2 separate regions of the Rattus norvegicus genome follow, and region 2 is linked to region 1. Evidence: chromatin contacts called from public Hi-C data. All regions are on one chromosome and are shown on one strand. Each heading gives the region's core, a stretch centred on a gene start, on an enhancer-like site or on the middle of the called end of the contact. The rest is flanking DNA. Distances are from core to core; before and after follow the strand shown. Region 1 has its middle 4.1 kb from the start of Id2. Region 2 overlaps LOC103692605 (a long non-coding RNA gene).

Region 1 (4,767 bases), core at 460-2,959:
GTGCCAGCCTCATTATTCCAACAGAAAGGCCCTGGGCTGGATGATAATGAGCGCTGTGCAGCATCGCTCGACACACTGGCAGCGACGACGCATGAGCGCCTTCTCCCAAGACCATTCCTGTACCCTGATATAGTAAAATTGCTAAATATGGTGAAAGTTTTCTGGCGTTTCTTTCTCTGGCTGTCATGCCAGAGTCCAGTCTGCCGGGCTGCGCTGAATCGGATTCTGTTGGCACACTACCCAGTTTTTGCATTCATTTAAAGATCATTTTAAGGGGATTGTGAAACTGTATAAGTTAATGACTGAAAAGGACGGAGTTACCAGTAAGTCTGTCACAGCAAGCCTGGGCTGACATTTCTTAAAATTATGTTTTGGGGCTGGGGATTTGGTGGGAACCCTTTTCGGGACGGCTTATAATGGTATATAAAAATCGGTTCATTGGTGTGGATTTTCATCTGAGAGCCCTGAAGTTCAAATGGTCCCAGCTGCAGGACGCGCCCAGATGCAGAAAGGGCGGGATCCGTGGGTGGTGGGAAGGTGTGAAGGGCTTCCGGCGGTGTGTGTGTGTGTGTGTGTGTGTGTGTGTGTGTGTGTGATATTGGCCGCCCCTGCTACCCACCGGGACGCCCCCCATTTAAAGCAACAGACCCGCTTGGAGTTGCCCGAACCCTGCTACCAGCCCCCCGGATCCCCCACCATGTCCAGGCCACGCGCGATAATCAGAAGCAGGTCCCGGCCCAGCCACCTTGGCTACTATCCCCGCGTGATGCCACGAGGGCGGGAGGAGCCGGCTTGGCGGGGGCGAGTCTCAAGGTCTTCTCTGCACATCTGGCGCAATTGGGAGCTCTCGCCTTTCTTCCCCTCGGTTTTGTTCTCACAGCTGTGTCCATTCCGCCCGTGACCCCCCGAGTGATCCCTGACAGGTGATGAATTGGCAGCAGCGGCGGCGGCAGCGGCGCGCGGGCCAGGCCGCGGCGGGGCCGGAGCCGGAGCCCCGGAGCAGACTCTCTGGCGCCAGGCGCGTGACGCCGCCCATTCACGCCGCCCTGCAGCCTTGTCCTCGCGGCGCCGCTCAGGCGGCTGCCATGGTAACCGCGCCGTCACTCAGCGCGCGCGCCCAGCTGATCAATGCCTGCAAGGCCCGGCGGTCCCAGGCTCGCCCTGACCGGGCCGTCAGCCTGCGCGCACCTGCAGCCTCTGCACGTCTTAAGTTTCGAGTGATTTGGGGGAAGAAGGAAGACCGAGAAGAAAAGAATAGGGGAAAAAAAGGGGGGGGTGTAAAAGAGGAGGAGAGAAAAAAAAATAAAAAAGGCCGGGAGAGGGAGAAGAACTCTTCCTTCGCAAAAGGGGATGGGGGGTGTGGGTAATGCGGCTTAGACCTTGCCAAAGCAAAAGGTTTTGCTTTATTTCATTTGTTTTTGCAATAGAGGCGTGGAGCTGGCGGGAGGGTAGCAGTGGATGCAAAGGAGGTCACTGTCTCTTCGCAGGACAAGATTTATTTATTCCTCTGGATCTTCTTGGTTCTCGCCCGGATGGCTTTGACTCCAAAAGAAAAAAAAAGTCTTTGAAGGACCCTTATCCTCGGCCCCCTCACCCCCCACCCCCACCCCGCGCCCGGTCCTACTGACATCCTCTTAGGAATCCTTAGTGGTTATGCAAAAAGCATCAGACTTTTCCCGAACAGCCCCTCCTCCACCCTGAGAGGTGGTAGGATGCACTGCTGCCTGAGGTCTTCTAGCCACTCTTGAGACTCAGCGTGCAGCTCCCGCATCTGCGTGCTCATTTCCGCTAGGAGAGCGGCGGGGGGTGAGAGGTGTGGCGGGGGCTGGGGGGCGCAGGCCTAGCCCCTTCATAGTGTGAGTTTTTTCCTGACATCACCTAGAATCCAGAAACTTGTAAGTCAGCCTGGAGACACAGACACCTCCTCTGTCCGGGTTTATCTCCAGGGAAAGCTCCCTTTTAGGAACCAGATGCCAACACTTCCGGATAGTTTATGGCACCCGGATCCCTCAAGGGTGCTCATCCACCGCTGAGAGTGTTAGCAGCCGTTATTCATCGCCTGTCCGGCAGAGTCGTCTTCTGCTGGCCCTAAAACCCAAGGGTGAGGGTGGGAGGGCTGGGGATTTGGGGGGAGGGGGTTGCGGCTCACAACCCGCCAGAGCTGTTATCTGGCTTATCCGAGTTTGTTGTGGTTTTCGAGGAAACAGCATCTGGGTTGTATAAGGATTCGAGTTTTTGCTTTTCGTGTTTATTTAATACCTTGGCAAGAGGGAGCCCTTACCCTGAAACCAGATAAACCGAATTTGGGTTTAAAAAGGCCTTAGATGAGGGGCGCTAGGACTGAAGGAAAAAGAGCAAAGCCACTTAAAGCAAACAAGAGGATGTTTGTTTTTCTCTTTGGGGTAACTTTTTTTTTTTTTGAAGACTCTTACACTTCGTGTCACACACAGCTAATAAATGGCATTAGCGAAGTGTCGCAGCTACTACAATGGCTTAGCCATAAGTCGGCCCGCCCTTGCCTCGCCACAATTCCGGCCATAACTCCTTCTAGGATTCCTTCACAGTTCTGTTTACCTGCAGATCTGGAGTCCCAGCTAAAAAAAAAAAAAAAAAAAAAAAAAAAAAAAAAAAAAAAAGCCGTGCCAAATCCAATTGCGTGCCACTGTCTGATCCCCTTTTAGAAGGATCACTTTCCAGCCTGGTTCAAAGAAAGTCAAGTTTGGGAAATTCGGCGGAAGGGTCCGATTTAAACTATGGAGCGCCGCAAATATTTTGTTACCAATACTGTGAAGTGCTCCGATTTGCGGCTGCTTTTGGCATTGACAAAGGATTTTCCTGCGACTTTTACTCCGGTCACCAAATTTAAAAAGGAAAATTAACTGGACTGAGCGATATGTCTTGGAAAACAATCTCGGGCTGCCTGCGAACTGGCGGGAGCGGGGGCTGGCGTCGCCCAGTCTGCGCCACCGGGAGGCGCGCGCCGCTGGTCGGGCCACCACCGGAGCCGGGGTCACCGCGGGGACCCCAGGCCGCAGCCCGCAGGGAGCCCCCCCCCCAGCCCTCCAAGCGCAAAGAGCGTAGCGCACAGGCCACCCGCGTCTGCCCACTGGCGTCCGTGGGAACCCGCAAGCAGCCTGCAACAAGGGCGGGCTTGTCCGGAATCAAACTGCTTCTTAATATTATAATGCCGCACCAAAAGCAAAACCTGGCCCGGCTTGGGAGTCCCTAACAAGAAACACATTGTGTGCGCTGCCTCCGCCTTGGTTGGCTCCAGCCTCGTTTGCGCGCCGGCCGCACTGCAGACAGCCAAGTCCAGGACTGTAGTCTACCCGAGCCCGGAGCCCGCACCACGTGCGCCCGGGGCACCCCTGCCGCGCCCCTGGCGGGGTGGGGCCGCTAGAGCTTCTTGGGTGAGCCTGCAGCTCCGGGCTTTGCCTTTTGCTAGCTCTGCAGGCCACTGGGCTCATCATCTCTCTAGACATTGGTGCTCCAGTTCAGGTTGGGAAACTTGTTTTTTTTTTTTTTTTTTTTTTTTTTTTTTTTTTTTTTTAAGTTTGACGTTCTTCTACTTCCCTCAAGTTTTAGGCATCCCCCCAGACTCCCTCCTTCCCAGTGGTAATTCACAGACTTCTCCGCAGTTAAAGGAAAGCACACGAGGGTCTTGCACCTCCCTCCCACCTCGCACACACACACTACCACCACCACCACCACCACCACCACCACCACCACCACCACCACCACCACCACCACCACCACCACCAGCACCACCACCACCACCGCCGCCGCCGCCGCCGCCGCCGCCGCCGGCCGCCGCCACATACGGGTCATTGTTGCCCCCACCCCTGGCCCCAGGCACGTGTCTCCATTGCCCTGTTCTGTGGGAAAGGGCAGGACCTGGGCCACATCCTCAGAGAGTTGACTACAGTTCACTGCGAAAGCCAGGACCTTTCAGGGACTGTGAACCAGACCCAGGAATTCGGGTGGGTCTGGTCAGACTGATGAAGTTCCTAGCTCACCCTATCATCTTCTTGGCACCGAGGCACTGGGCGTGGCCGGTTGAGATTTGCCCTTTAGCAAGAGCCTGGAGGGAAGGCATGTGAATTAGACACATTCATTTTTTTAATTTTCTTTTGAGAACTTATTAAATGAGCACCGCATCTGCATTATTCCCATCCCTCCCTCCGTGTCCAAACACAGTGATCCTCTCCCCAGTACGCGGTCTCTTCTTTAGTTACTATCGCTATATGTGTATAACACACACACACACACACACACACACACACACACACACACACACACACACAAAGAGAGAGAGAGAGAGAGAGAGAGAAGAGAGAAGAGAGAGAGAGAGAGAGAGAGAGAGAGAGAGAGAGAGAGAGAGAGAGAGACTACTGAGTCCATGCAGCTCTGCTTGTATGCACACACATCCAGGGCCGACCCTTGGGATTGGACACCCTATCTAGGAGCTCTTCCCTAAAGATATCCAATTTGCTCTCTCTCAGTGGCCATCGACTACCCTTTACACCTAGGTGTGGGGCCACTTGTGGGACCACGTGGGGTTTCCTCCAGTCACATGGCATGTGATGTTGTCACCACCATGCTGGTCTCATTCAGGAAACCATATTGTTAAGATTTCGGGAATGTATTTTCCGTGTCTAGGGGACAGTGTTTAGCAATAGGCATCCGGGACCTCTGGGTGTTAATTTTAGGAGTCTCAGGTATAGGGAGAGAGTTTAGGCACTGCCCAATCATTTATTCTCTGCATTC
Region 2 (4,501 bases), core at 1,261-3,760, 170 kb after region 1:
AAAGGACTGAACTGAAGCCGGGAGCCCAGATTGACAAATGCCTTGTGTTCTCTGTTATGCCGATTCTGAATCCTCCCTTTCCATTGTTAAATGTGTGTGTGTGTGTGTGTGTGTGTGTGTGTGTGTGTGTGTCTAAGGTGGGAGTAAGTGTGGATAAAGGGCAGGAAACTAAAAGGGATCCTTGAGATGAAAAACGGGGGGGGGGTAGGAATGACAATAGAACACATTACACATTAACTGTAAGGGAGGCAAAAGGGCAGGGGGGTGGCACTGGAGCAAGGGGCAGGGAAATGGGAGGGAGGGGTATGAGAATCAATTACAAAAAAAAAACCACGTCTGCAAATACTATCAGAGAACCAATTACTTGCAAGCTAGGCAGATAAATAAATAAACAAACAAACAAATAAATAAATAAATAAACTCTAAAAATAAAACTGCAAACTTCCTTGTATACCTATATCACAGGTATATTCCTGTGTGCTCTTAGTTGTCTTCAGAATGTTTGCTTGCATAAGATTGCGCCGCCTTGGGCTTAGCCTCTCCCTGCTTCCACCCCCACCTCCACCTCCACCCCACCTCCAGCCCCACCCCACCCCCACCAGTCCCCACCTCCGCATCCGGCAGGCAGGCAGGCAGCAGGCAGTCCTGTCCTGGGTCCCATCGCATACACGGATGGGTGTAGCGGGAGGCGGAGCCAGGCGCTGCTGGCCAGACGAGGGGCCTTTGGGGGAAGAGTGGGGGAGAAGAGGTCGCCCAGCTGCAAGGCAGGTGCTGCTGTCACCGGAGGCGTGGGTGAGCTAGAAGACAGCCTTGCATGCTCCACCAAGGTCCCTTAACCCCATGTCCCTACTCCCTTCCCTCTCTGAGCCCCAGCCACCTGCCTAGGAGCAGTTTCCACGCCTGGAGGGTGAGCCAGGGCTGAGCCTGGACAAGGGCTGTCTGGGTGGACCCTTCCACTCACCCAGGACGCCAGCACCGCGCCAAGAGCTGTTGACTCAGGTGACCTGCTCTAAGAGTCCTGTCAATTCCGAGCCCACATTCTACGCTCTGGACTGATTGGAGGCCCTCCATGCTGAATTGTACAACCACACAGTGGGCCACACTACTGTTGCAGGGCCTGGCAGACACGTTCTGGTCTGGTAACAGGTGTCCTTGACTGGACAACCATCTTCAGTCCTGCCTGATAGTGTCCACAATGCATCTAAGCCCCTAGGATTTTCAAGTCCCTTCATGCCCTCTCTGGTTCTGGCAGACAACTTTCGTAATGCCTTATCTCTAAGCCAGGTCTCTGGAGCCAGCAAGGGAATTGGGCCGGAGTTTGAACTTCCAGGTTAAAGTTTAGATACCTGAGCCTCTATCTGAGGTGCCCGCTCCTCACAACTGCCTTCCTGCAGCAGCATTCTCCCTTCTTTCTGGGCGTCCCGTGGGTGGTGGGTTACCTGTGAAAGGCAGAGTGAAGAGGGCCTGCCACCTGCACAGGCCTCTGAAAGCCTTTGAAGGGCTTCAGGCTGGGCGGGTTGGAGATGCGTAGGCCCTGAGCCCCTGCGAGCACGCCCTTCGGTTTTCATTCTCTTGGTTGTCTTCATCAAGATACATCATTCTTCGACATTTCCTGCTCAGAAATCTTTGAATCGCGGTTCTTTGTCCCGACAGCAGGTGCAGACACCTAGCTCCGAGAAGGCCTGCTCTTAGACGCCCCTGCGTTACTCACTCAGTCTCAAACCACAAAAGATCGTTCGCTCCTCCAGGGAGATCCAGTGATGTGGGATAGAGCGAGTGAAGGCCAGAACACCCCCTGACATCTCCATGTTCACGGGTCAGAGTGCCTGTCTTGTTCAGAAGCCAGGAAGCCAAATTCTAGGTCCTCAGCAGACAGGCACCACAGCCTGCTTGCTGTTCCTTGCTTTGACTTCTAGAACTGAGCGGTGCACCCTCGCTGCCCCTGTTAGGAGCAGTGGCGATTGGGCATTTGAGTACAAGTGAAAATGTTAAACTGTTTGCTGGGGATTGAAGAGTAGGACAGATTTTCCCATCAACCTCATGACTTCTTCCTGAGTGCTGTAAACGGACAAATCTTGAGAGGACTGTCTTACTTTCTGCCTTGGTAACCCGTCCTTGTGCATTTCAAACAGGAGATCATGGCTGGGGATGCACTGTTAGTCTGCTTTGTTATGAATGAGGCACTGGGGTTGGTTCCCTCTCACTGGTAATGGTTTGCAGCAAGACACACCCAGACTTTATTTAGCCGGTAAACCTTTCCTTCTTAGGCACTGGCCTACAGATGCCACAGCTGATACTCACAGGATATTGGGCTCAACAGGTTTCATCCTGATACTTTTATAAGATGATGCTGGACTCTAGGGGCCGCTTCACTGGGGGGGGGGGGTGCATAAAAGCCATTAACTCCAGCGGTTTCCATAAAGGAAGTGCCCCGCTTCCTCTGTCACAGCCCCAGCAGCTCTGGATGATGACAGATTACAATCCTTGGGCATCGTAAGAACGAACACCCTGGGTTACTCACTCCATGCGCCTGGCACCGTGCCACATCGAATGGAGGAGAGCCTGAGTCACAAACCTCACGGACTTCAGTGCCATGCGATTTAATTCCTTTTGTGCCTTACTTTCCCTCCTTTGTCTGGTGGGGGTGTGTGTGTGAAAAGAGCCGTATAGACTCAGTATGAGGAAGAAACGAATCTGTAAATCTCTTTAGAATAGAGCCTGGTGCCAGTCAATATGAAAGTGGGGGCTCCTGGCTATTTAATCTTGCGGTTGGGTCATTTGGTTGAGCAATGTTGATCTTAATTGGTGTGTTACTAAAAGTTTTCTTTTTTCTTTTAACGAGATGGGAAGAGGGGAAAAGAGAGGAAGATCGTGAAAGAGAGGGGGAGAGACAGTGTGAGCCGAGGTAGTGGGAAGCAGAACATTATTAGTCTACATCAAGGGGAAGCCATCGGCTAACATGGGCTCCAGCGTTCCTAACTCCTTGGTGGATCCACACTGGAATGACCAGCTGCTTTCAGAGAGTGTGACATAGTGAGACTGAGGTCCGGATTGGCACTGGCCGGCCATCAAGTCTTACACTGGCGTAAGCTCTATTGAAGGCACGGATTGCGGTCTACAGTACTTCTTCTTCAACGTTACATAAAATGCAGTTTTAGGTTATCCACCCAACGACCACTGGGCACCGAGGAATACTGAAAAATAAGAACGCTATGTGTGTTCATCCGCTCAGTCTGAGCATCCGAAAGTGGCGTGACTGAAAGAGAAGTCTCTGGAATACAGAGCTGAAGCCAGGGCTGCACAAAGGTTTGCTGAATGCTCTAACCAATGTCGGTGCTGGCTGGCAAGTCCGTCTGGGAAGCAGCCAGCAGGAAATGTGTGAGCAGCCTCACACGGCTGCACCTGCCTGCCCTTGGAACGCCTCCTGTAGTTGAAAGCATCTCAGGTCAGGTCCTTTCTGAGATGGTTCTCCTGAACCGAGAGCTCTAAGGAGTGGGCTTGGGACTATGCGTTGACTCCAGGCAGTGACTGGAGAGGGCTGTGCAAAGCCCTGGTCCGGGCAGCATCTGTCTTGAGCTATAACTCATTGCAATTGCGTTACAGGCTAGGCCCAGGTGAGACTGAAGTGGCCTGGGTTGTTTTTCTAGAAATGGAAATGGTACCTGCTGAGTCATCCAAACTCTTACCAGATGGCTTTTGTTAGCAACCATTTGTATTTCCTAGACACGTTTTTTTTTATAAATGTCAACCGTTCTTAACCCCTTCTTCTCCACAGAACCTGTGTGGCCATCTCAGTCTCCTCGCTGACAGTGTATGGACGTGAGAGGTGACCACCCGAGAAGATCTGTCGGCAGTCTCATGATGCTTCAGGAATATCTGACAGCGATACAAAAGGAGACAGATTTTATGGGAAGTTGCTGTTTATGCCATGACAATTAGACTCGATCCCTTGCAAGCGCTTCCTCCTCCTCCTATCTGCCAGATAGCAGAACAAATGCTGCTTTGCCCTGTGTAGATAAGAACACAGCGGAGAGGGGAGAAGTCCATTTTGCCACAGCTCAATACTGGTAGCAAATACTGACAATCCACTCATGGGCACCATGGTTTTGGTCTTGTTGCTCGTCTGTTTTTTGAAACCGGATCTCACATAAACCGCAGGCTGGTACTTTATAAGTAGCCAAAGATAACCTGGAACTGTTGATCTCTACCCCACCCCAGGTCCTGGGATTACAGGCCTGTCTTACCATGTCCAGACACTTGTGGCCAGTAATCTGTTTGTGATGGGGGATAGCTGTGTATCCCTTACTTGCTATGCCTTCCCCGTGAGACTTGTATTTGTGTCAGGGTCAGTCTGGGGCTGAAGGGTGACATCAGGACATGCCATGATAGAGGAGACGTGTAACCAGCCCATTGAGGGGGTCTTCTTGCCCTTGGTAAGCTCAATGAGATATTTGACCTATTGCATTGTACAGCCACGGCGTTGAGGATGGTGTGGAGAGGT

What was found. A called contact is a pair of places that touch in the nucleus more often than the background predicts.
Region 2: a Hi-C map of the A7r5 cell line shows a contact between it and region 1, with 3 times the contacts expected there. The contact joins two enhancer-like sites. A contact is called at or near these places in 3 of 12 Hi-C or Micro-C datasets (the A7r5 cell line, the Rat2 cell line and mammary epithelial cells) and 1 of 1 datasets of contacts at active chromatin or transcription factors (oligodendrocytes).

What each region holds. Positions count from the first base shown.
Region 1 is chr6:47,472,747-47,477,513 of GRCr8, forward strand. No RefSeq gene overlaps it. Among named protein-coding and RNA genes, the nearest start is that of Id2, 4.1 kb to the left of the region's middle. Within about 2 kb of position 1,710, at least 36 of the 93 cell types and tissues checked have an H3K27ac peak or open chromatin away from gene starts, as enhancers often do. A contact at or near this core is called in the A7r5 cell line, where this site is marked.
Region 2 is chr6:47,643,486-47,647,986 of GRCr8, forward strand. It overlaps LOC103692605 (a long non-coding RNA gene), which reads left to right. Exons shown (of 2, transcript XR_001838348.3): 2 at 1-2,690. Among named protein-coding and RNA genes, the nearest start is that of Id2, 170 kb to the left of the region's middle. Within about 2 kb of position 2,511, at least 8 of the 93 cell types and tissues checked have an H3K27ac peak or open chromatin away from gene starts, as enhancers often do. A contact at or near this core is called in the A7r5 cell line, where this site is marked.